Linked DNA regions of Zea mays: region 2 is linked to region 1. Evidence: chromatin contacts called from public Hi-C data. All regions are on one chromosome and are shown on one strand. The core of a region is the stretch at or near the end of the contact, and the rest is flanking DNA. Distances in the headings are between cores, read along the strand shown.

Evidence for each region. A called contact is a pair of places that touch in the nucleus more often than the background predicts.
Region 2: a Hi-C map of leaf shows a contact between it and region 1, with 8 times the contacts expected there. The contact joins the promoter of LOC100216707 here to the promoter of LOC103643844 in region 1. A contact is called at or near these places in 3 of 25 Hi-C or Micro-C datasets (ear and leaf).

What each region holds. Positions count from the first base shown.
Region 1 is chr1:269,880,082-269,885,060 of Zm-B73-REFERENCE-NAM-5.0, forward strand. It overlaps LOC103643844 (chloride channel protein CLC-d), which reads right to left and starts at 2,629. Exons shown (of 23, transcript XM_008667011.3): 1 at 2,286-2,629; 2 at 2,110-2,182. The coding sequence starts at 2,483.
Region 2 is chr1:270,029,778-270,035,459 of Zm-B73-REFERENCE-NAM-5.0, forward strand. LOC100216707 (Late embryogenesis abundant (LEA) hydroxyproline-rich glycoprotein family) reads left to right here and starts at 2,150. Exons shown (of 1, transcript NM_001143112.1): 1 at 2,150-3,557. The coding sequence starts at 2,222. The coding sequence ends at 2,887.

The sequences.
Region 1 (4,979 bases), core at 1,379-3,878:
AAGTGCAGAAGGTAGATAATGGTATTCACCTCTCGCAGAGAAAGTATGCCTCAGATGTTCTTAGTCGAGTTGGTATGATAAATTGCAAGCCTACCACTACACCACTCTCTACTTCAGAAAAATTAAGCCTTCACAATGGTGAACCCCTTGGGCCTGAAGATTCAACACGGTATAGAAGCATAGTAGGTGCCCTACAATATCTAACTTTGACTCGTCCGGATCTCAGTTTTGCAGTGAACAAAGTATGCCAATATTTGCATTCACCTACAACAGATCACTGGACAGCAGTCAAGCGTATCTTAAGGTACCTTCGATACACTCTTCACCATGGGTTGAAGATTTCAAAGTCACCTTCTCTGCTGGTCAGTGCCTTCACTGATGCAGATTGGGCTGGAGATATTGATGACAGGCGCTCTACAGGGGGATTTGCTGTTTTTCTGGGCAGTAATTTGGTATCCTGGAGCGCTCGCAAACAACCAACCGTGTCAAGATCTAGTACTGAGGCTGAATACAAAGCTATTGCAAATGCCACTGCTGAGTTGATGTGGATTCAGTCTCTATTGAAGGAACTGAAAATTTCTTGTCCCCCTACAGCAAGAATCTGGTGTGACAATATTGGAGCTACCTATCTCACAGCCAATCCAGTCTTTCATGGTCGTGTTAAGCATGTTGAAATTGACTTCCATTTTGTGCGTGAAAGAGTGGCAAGGAAGCTCCTGGATGTGAGAGTGATTTCTACAAATGACCAGATAGCAGATGGTTTTACAAAAGCTCTGACGAAGAAGAAGATGGATCTGTTCAGAGACAATCTTAACTTATGCAAGTTATGATTGAGGGGGATGTTAGATAATATTAACAATGTATCTGTAAAGTAAGGAAAGGGTGATGCGCCTGTGCAAAGATAGGAAAGGATCTGTTCAGTTAGGAAAGGATCTGTTCAGTTATAGATATAATCTGAGGCAATCAATCAGATCTGTTATAGATAGAATCCAATCAATCATAATCTGTTTTGATTGATTTGATTGATTGCTGGCGCCAGCCCCTTTGTAATCTGATGATGGTATTCCATCTCCTATAAATACATACAGGCGGTCTACTACGGTAGGTAAAAAACGCTTCCCAACCTGGTGTTCTTTCAGGCAGGACTGTGTTGCGCAGGCTAGCGCGCGAGGCCAAGCGAGTGCTCAAGACGAGCTGCATGCCTGCGCAGGCTATCTGTGTGATTTATTGTTGATGAAAGCAACTCAAAAAATTGATGAATTGATCACTGAGACGAAGATCTATCATTTCCTTAATTAGATAACCGCTTGTTTAAGTCAATTTTACTTTAAATTGTAATTATTGCATTCAAATGAAGTTCACATTACCATTATCTACGCATTTGCATGATTTATTTTTTTAGCCAATATAAATGATTTTTAGTGTTATATCCAGCCCCATCGCCTTATCCCATTCCGCCTAGAACATGAGGACATCTGATCCTTCTATACAGCTAATTTTACCATGGCTTTTCCGTGTTATGCACTTTCAGTTCAAAAATACCATAGTAGGTTTTTTTGTTGCGTTGCATATTTTGTATCTGACTGACATATGTCACATGTAGCATTAGTTGTAACAAAAAGAACCAAAATCCGAAACTCAGGCCTTGTACGTTTACCCTCTAGATTATATAATCCAACTTAAATAAGTTGAGAGGTAAACAAACAACACAGATTATCAGATGGATTATGTAATCTAGATACCTAGAATCTAGATTATGATAATCCATAAGCGATCAATAGATGCTTATATAATCCATAAGCTGGGTTATATAATCCTGAAAGAAAACAAACAGGGCCTCAGTTGAACGAGACACATCTGAACTACATTTCATGTAATTAGGCTCGCAGTTTAAGTGATTTATTATATCAGCGAGATAAACAGTTCCCAGTGATACATAAGTGTAATCAAGCAAGTAAACAACAGCTCTGGGGAAAACAGATTTAAGGAAATGTGTCGGTCAAATAAAGCTCCAGCTACTTGGATTAAGATTGCTGCACTAAGCTCATAGAACCAGAGTCCAGACAAATGGCTAACTATAACATGACAAGGATCAAACAGAGTGCTCACCAACGCCGATCAGCAGAGCGAACAGCCACTTGAGCATGACGTAGTAGGGCACCCAGAACTTGCTCCGCTGCGCCTGCGCCGACCCAGCAACACAAAAAACTAAGCTGACCGCACACCAAAACCACACGCTCTCGAGTCGAGGACAATAGCAGCGGATGGGCTGGGGCGGCGGATACCTGCTCCTCCCGGTACGCGTAGTTCTCGATGACCTCGTAGTCGAGGCTCTCTATGGCAGCGCCCGATAAGAGTTCGTCGTCCGCGGCCTCGGAAGTGGAGGGGCCCGCCCCCTCCCCGTCGGCGGTGGGGAGGCGCGTCCACGCGAGCCGCGCCATCCCGATGCCGTCGGGAACGTCGTGGTCGACGCCGGAGAGCATCGGATCGGGATGCGGCGGCGCCGGATCCCGACCTTGACGCACGCTCGATCGGGGTAGGGAAAGGGTTGCTGCGAGACTGGCCGGGAAAGCTTGAGAACCAAGAGTTCGTCAAGTTGGTCCCGTGAATTTGTGGCGTGGTTAGGTTCTGTTTTTTAATTTTACCATTCCAATTTATAATTTTATAATTCGTTTAAATTTTTTAACCTAAATTTGATCGGCTTGTATTGTTCAAAAATAAACTTATATTTATTATTAATTTTTACTATATACTGTTTATCATATAATATATTTAAAATATGGCTTTGAATTTTTCATATTTTTCATAAAAAAATAAATAAGACGAGTCCATCATACTTGACACAAAAAATCAAACGAATTATAATTTAGGACAGATAGAGTACAAAAAAATGGTGTGGTTAACGGTCCATAGAGTATTTTTAAAATTTCTAAACAATTATAATTATAAAAAAAATATGATATTTTATAGTCACGTAATTTTAATTGTATTTCTGATAACCAAGTTTTAGAAACCTTTAGATACCAAGATATTTTTAAAGTATTTAAACTTCACTTTAACTCAAAATTTTCACAATATAACTAGCTTTTGTCTAAATATCATGGTTTATAACGTTGTATTTAAATAGCAAATGACTAGTTTTTGTCTAGATATCACGGTTTATGTTGTATCTAACTAAAATTATGGTATTATCATTATAATTACAAAATATGATATTATATGGTCTGTTGAATAGCTCCTGAATCTATAAGACTATCTTCAGCAGATTCTCTATTCCACTCTCTATTTCACTTCATATTTTAAACTCTATTTTGCAAAAAATGTAATCTACACGGCCCTTTATATGGTCTGTTGAAGATGACCTAACCAATAAGTTGTGTATATAGTCATGTAAAATATTTGCATTGTAGAAGGTATTATTTATAAAATCTATACTACTATATTAATAGTCTAATGTGGGCACTGGTGGTACCAGTCTTCACCTCCCCACGCCCAGCACCCGCAAAAAATAGTAGCACTTGAACTCACACCCCTCTGCTCTAAAAATTTAGGGCTAACTACTGGATCACACGTACTTTAGTGTTTAGATATAAACAAAAATTATATTTGTAGTCTAGACGTCGCTCCTCACACTCCCGTGCCTCGTGGCAACGTACGGGTATATAGTTTGAAATATGTAGGACATAAGAGATGAGCCATTGGCGCTCGATCGTCGAGGCTAGTGGTAGGCTGATAGCCTGGCTAGGGAGCATGGCTGGCGTGGCTAGGGCTGGGCAAAAAACCCGTAACCCGAACTTAAACCTGAAATACCCAAAACCCAAATTTTATTCGGTGATTTCAGGTAGCAACTTGCAAAACCCGAATCTATTTCGGGTAATTCGGGGTATCACAACCGGGTACCCGAATTATCCGAACTCTCATGTGTCATGTACTCATGTCATGCTTAATTATTATTTTGTACATCTATAGTTATGTGTAAGTGTGTATAACTTGTGATTGTAGATTGCTTGTGTCTTATATGTCCATTTATATCATTATTCAGACTGTATTTTTATACTAATTTAATAGGGTGTATGTGTTTTTATAAAGCCGACACAACAATTCGGGTAGTTCGGGAATACCCGGACCAGAACCCGAAATTCCGGGTAACCGAATTTTCGGGTATTATAAAACCCGTTGTAATTTCGAGTATCGATTCTCAAAACCCGAAATTTTAATAAATACTCGAATTAACCGACCCGAATTTTTCGGGTAACCCGAACGCCCACCCCTAGGTGTGGCGCTCGAATCTGAGCCGAAGCCCACCACTGGGCTATTAGAGCAAGCATAATAAAAGGCTATAAACTGGCTAAATAATGAGATGGAGAAGAGAGGAGAAGCGGACTATAAATTTACATATGGCTTTGACACAAAAACGAAGGAGCTTTATGAGAGATAACATACCGAAGAGCTAACTATTATATAGATAGGCTAAATGACACGCTACAAGCAATGGCAGATCCAGAATTAGACTAAGGCCCCGTTTGTTTCGTTGGAATTGAATTCTATTTTAACAATTATAATTTAGACAAAACTAATTAAGTTCATATATTTATATATATAATATATTTGTATATTAACCTGAATTATATGAGAGAGATAGTTATATACTACATTTATGTTATAGCGAAGCAATTAGAAGAGTGTGCCATAAGTTGTACATCGAAAAAATAGCATGTAAATCTATAAAATCAATTTCATCTCTCACCCCATGAATTTGAGATAGGATTATATGATACCTTTGAAAAGTGGTGAAATGTCACATTCTAAGAGTGTCGGCTTATTTCAGTAAGAGTGTGGGTTTTTGGCCGACACTGTTTGCCTTTTTTCTTGTAGTGTTAGTAAGATTTCAATTCCTTAAAATAAAAGAAAACAAAGGCTGGTTTTATTATTGGTGCAAACAACACAAAACGGTAGAGGGACTCATTTTTTAACTTCCT
Region 2 (5,682 bases), core at 900-3,399, 150 kb after region 1:
ATAAACAACATTTGTAATGCTGGTCAAATTAACTTCCTAGAGGCTTATTGGGTCGTAGGAAGTTAGCCAGCTAACTTCCTAGGTGCTACAGTCAGTCGTAGGAAGTTAGCCAGCTAACTTCCTAGGGCTACAGTCAGCCGTAGGAAGTTGGTCGTAGGAAGTTAGTCAGCTGACGGCGTGAAGCTATTAACTGAACCTACTAACTTCCGAGAGGCTTCTTTGGCTGTAGGAAGTTAGCTAACTTTCTAGAGGGCTCTAGCAAGTTAAGCTAACTTCCGACAAAAAATTTTCGAGAGCCAAACTTCTGACGGGATGGCTTAACTTCCGAGAGTTTAGCTAACTTCCTAGAGTTTAGGGCTAACTTCCTAGGGTTTAGGCTCTAGGAAGTTCACTATTTTGGTGTAGTGTCGGACGGACTTCCGCCTTGTCCGAGCCCGGTTCAGCCCTCGATACCTATGACGGAGGTCGCCACCAACATCATCAGATACAGTGAGGTACGTGACCGAGCCCTCGACCTCAGCCTCGGCTCTCAGCAGAAAACAAGCGGGCACAAGTCAATCAATGACCAAACAACATGCTCCTTGGGAGGAATTAAAGGGACAAGTACTAGTAGATGAAGATGAAGAACTAAAAAAATTACCATAATCTAATTTATGCACGCCAAGTCATACCACCGTGAAAAACTATCTCCACGTGACCAATCTTCTCCATTTTTTGGTTTGCAAAGACAATTTCTATATTGATTAAAGTTCAATACCAATAACACTAATATGAGCTCACTGTGATGTCTGCCCGCTCCACATCGCGCCAGAGGTCTCGTTCGTGCCCATCGGGCTGCTCGACATGTTCAACGCCGACGACGTCGTCAAGGAGTGCGTCGTGACCAGCGGTGTTGGCGGCAGGGCCATGGTGCTCAGGGTTCGTCGGTGCAGCCTGTTCAGCGCCTACTACTCGTGGGAGCCGGCGAGGTGCCTGGACTCGGCGAAAGTGGAGTTCAGCTATGATGCTGACACCAACGTTGTGTTCATAGACCTGCCCGTGTCGGAGCAGGAGTTGTACCAGTAGACACTGGAGATTGTGGTGTAGGCCGTGCCGCGCGTGCGCGGGCGCCGACATCAGCGCTTGTCTTCGCGTCTGAGCCATTCTGAGCGAGACGATCATTGCCATTTATGATGTGCATGAGAGATGTATTGTGGTTTCTCGCTGTATAATTGGTATGGAGAGAGTTTATTTTACTATGTCCATATTTATATACTCTGTGTGATATGAGTGTTGTGTAATACTGGATAATAGAGGATGATGCTCCCTCAATAGGATTCTCTTCTATAAACAATTAATAGAAATCTAATCTTCTTTATTTCGATATTGTATTATCAACTTAGAATTTGCCTATTTCGATTAACTGTGACATTGAGCTAAATTTTGTTTGTTAGAAATTGCAGACTTCGATATTTATTATGATTGTTAAGTTGATTCTTGATAGCATCACTAAATAATGATCTATGTGTTTATAAGTGTTACCCATTACAACGCGCAGACATATACATAGTAATCATAAGCTAAAACAAACAACCTTTGAAACCAAACACTCCTTTAAATTATGTTTGGATACTCTATTATTTAGTCCAATATATATGAGTTGAGGTGGATTTTAGTGTAAATTAGTTTAATTTACATACCAAACTCTCTCAACTCATATATATTGCGGTGAGTACTAGAGCATGCAAACAAGCCTTACTACGTGGAACTTATAACCAAACACCCCCGCAACTTCCAATCAACCGCTTTGGGGCCTGTTTGGTTAAGCTTTTTTCTGAACAGCTTTTTTGAGAATCCGGCTGTAGAGAGAATCTGGCTGTGAGAAAAATCTGAGTATCATGGGGATTACGTGAAGAGGAAGATAAAGTAGTTCAAATGTTTCAGGATCTAGAAAGCGATGAATTCCTACTATCGCGACGACTCAACCGATTTTGTATTCATGTTGATTTTAGACGGTTTTTACCAAAATGATTCTTATAGAAGCGGGCTGAAAAGCTGGAGTGTTTAGCAGTTCGCAAGAGCTTTTGGTGGCCAGAAGTTGAAAAAAGCCCAAACAAACGGGGCCTTGGTCCCCTTCCAAGCTACGGTATAGGGTATACGCACCATCATCACCAGTTCAGTCCACCGTTCCGCCGGCCCGCCCGTACCCGCCTGCGCCTACACATCGCTGCTCCAGGTCCCCATGGCGAAGACTACGCAACCCACCGCGGGGATGCGGGATCCCCTGCTCCCCACCTCCACCGCCGCCTCACCGCCGCCCTACCTCGACCCGCATCCCGCCGACTCCTACACCTACACGGTCTTCCTTGTCCCCGTTCGCCTCCGCCGCGGCCTCTGTCGCGGCGGCCGTTGCATCGTCCCCTGCCTCACCGTTCTCTTCCTCCTCGCGCTCGCGGGCTTCCTCCTCTGGCCCGCGGACCCGGACATCTCCCTGGCCCGCCTCCACCTAGCGCACGTCTCCGTCGTGGCACGCCCTGCCGTCGCCGTCACTATATCCGCCACGCTCAAGGTTCGCGTTCGCAATCCTGACCTCTTCGCGCTCGACTACACCCGCCTCGACGTCGCTATCGGCTACCGCGGTGCGGGGCTTGGCCGGGTAACATCCGGCGGCGGACGGGTCCGGGCGCGCGCTGTCTCGTACGTCGACGCCAACCTGCAGCTCGACGGCATACGCGTCGTCGAGGACGCGATGTACCTGCTCGAGGACCTCGCGCAAGGATCCGTGCCCTTCGACACCATCGCCGAGGTCGAGGGCCACCTCCACTTCCTTTTCCTCAGCATCCCGGTCAAGGTGAATGGTTCGTTTCTTGTTTTTTATATTGTTATATATGCAGATCTCATGAATTGAATTATAAACTGTATCAGTTTTCGGACTTAGACGCGTCTTGTCTTTTTCCATGGTATTGCGAAAGCCCATATGACTACGTCTCTACGACGTTAAATTTGGTAGGGTATTGACGTGAGGTGAAGCATTTTTGGAATTTTCACTGCCGACAAGAGTTTACTATTACCCGCATAATTTATCTGATATGATTGTTAAGGTGTAAGGTCCATACAATGGCTAGTGCATTATAAAGAAAAACAACACAGAACAATGCAGAAAAAAAGAGAGGAGAGAAGACCTACTCAATCTTCTTGCATTGATCTAGATATCTTTCATCTGTCAGACATGGTATGGCCATCATATTCAGAACATTCATGGTGTAATGTTAGCAGGATACATGCTCGAATTCTCTCATTCATGATTCACTAAATGATATATTTGTTTTTTTATATCTGCAAAAGGACATAATGAGACATGTCTTAAATACTTAGCATTTAGCTTCCATTTTGATTCATTGTTACTTCTACCATGATCAGTGACAAGTTACCTCCTGTATGCAGATATCATTTTTCTATAAAACTTTGATTCAAGATGTAACAGTGATTTAGTATGTTGCCTCTCTAAGAATGCATTGTATCAAACATATCCTTTGTTTGACTTCTTTTTACGAATTTGAAACAAATTGTTATCCTTTTATTATGAAGGCGTTGACTTCTGTTTGAATTTTCTATTTCCATGATTAATCCTTGGCTGAAGTGATTGATTTACAGTTATAAATTACAATCATCAAGGGGCACCTAGTAAGAGGGAGAGTAGTGATAGATCTAAAAACACATAAAAAGAATACTTTTGACAACATTTCACATGTTCCTTGTGGCTGTAACTGTTATCATTTCTCTCTTCCTGGACTTGAAAGTTTAATGTACCCTTCCTGGTACCACTTCGGATTTATGGAACTATTGGCATGGAGGCTGCATTGCTTTAGTATTTTTATTTTTCATGCCCAAATGAAGGTTTTCTGCTCGAAGGAAAAGACAGTTTTAGTTAATGAAATCTGTTGCTTGCACTTTCCACTTCTATACCTCTTGCATCATTTTGTCATTCTGTAACTTAGGAAAACCATCGTCTCATTGAACAAATAAAACAGTGTAGCATGCATTTGTTTTTCCTAATCCTGCTGCATGGATAACAAAGTGAAGTTCTAAAGTCAAGATAGTCTAAAAGGATATTATAGTTGAGGCCTTGAGGGAGTTCTCAAAGTCTGCATGAACCAATCAAAACATTTCAATACGATATATTGATTGTGGATAGTCCTACCAGCCCTGCTGGCACGTTTTCATTACAAAACCTTGATGGAGCAACTACCCTTTTCCCCATCCCCTTATCACCTAACAATCTCACCGTCAAGTGTCTGGTACTCTGGTTATCCAACGCATAAAAAAACAATGTCTTGTGTTCTCTATAGTATAGGAAATCAGGGAAAGTTCTCCTAATGTTAGCCTGCCTTTGGGTTTTCCAGAAAGCTACCTTTCTTCTGGCAATGATAAGGTGCTAGTTTGTCACCTTAAACCTTTCCAGTTTGTCGCCAAGTCCAGTCAGGTTGTTATTTTCAGTTTTTCTCCTTCGTTGCCATAAAGCTAGAGACGCTTAAGCTTCAATGTGGCATCTACTCATCACATGCCCTGTTTGATGTTCACAGAAAGTTCTTTCTCCTTGTTCTGTAAAGATATGTTTGGTACTCGACTACTGGTGAAAGTAATTTGTTTAATTCCTTGATGAGCTATCTGCTATAGTAAAATATGAAGTGACCATCTTAATTTGTTAAGTGATGCCTTAAGCAATGTTGATGGATATAAGTAATGCCAAGTGCCCAAGTTGCCTACTGGCTTTGGTTTTTTTGCATTTGGATATAGTTGTTTTGGCATATAGCTGCTACAAGAGGTCATAGTTATTTTAGCCATGAAACAACAAATCTTCCTTTTTTTTCTCTCCCCTAGAATATTGTTGGAGGATTAGGCTGCAGAGGAGCAGGTGATATTTATAAGCCTATGTATAATTCTGTGACATGGTTAGTTTTGGCTCACTGATTAATGGGACTGAGGACCAGTGCAAAGTTTTCATTGTGGAATCTCCATGGCAGTAGGCCTTGTTCATCATTTTTATGGGAAAATTGCAAATATCCTAGAAATTTGAAAAAATTTCAACTTTCCATTCTACCCCTTTTTTTGTTTCACGTGCTAGAACAGTAGTTCTGTGTGTATTTGCGATACAACAGCGGTGGTTTAGGAGGTGTTTGATTGCACTAGAACTAATAGTTAGCTGCTAAAATTAGCCGAGACATCCAAACAGTCTAGCTAATATTTCAGCTATTAGCTACTTTTAGCAAATTAGGTAATAGTTAGCTAGCTAATTTCACTAGCAATTTTTAGCCAACAAACTATTATCTCTAGTGCATTCAAACACCCTCTTATTAACATTGTTTTGTGGTGATAAACTGATAATATTGAATGACTGCAAGAATGTTTATGGTTTCATTGTTGTTACTTTATTTATTCTTGTATATTGTAGTCAAAATTCTTTTAAACAGGCAAAAAATGTTTTTACAAATTTGTGAATATCAGTTCCACCAGCGCCTGTAGCTCTCACAAGCTATAGAGGTGTTTTTCCAATCGAGACAAAATATATTGTTGCACTAAACAAAAGATTGATTCTTTGCTTATGATCCACCTGTAGTACTTCTTAATACTTTAATGATTGTTCTTGGCTTCTTGCAGGGGAGAATATCTTGCGTAATGCATATTAATCCACACAACCAAACC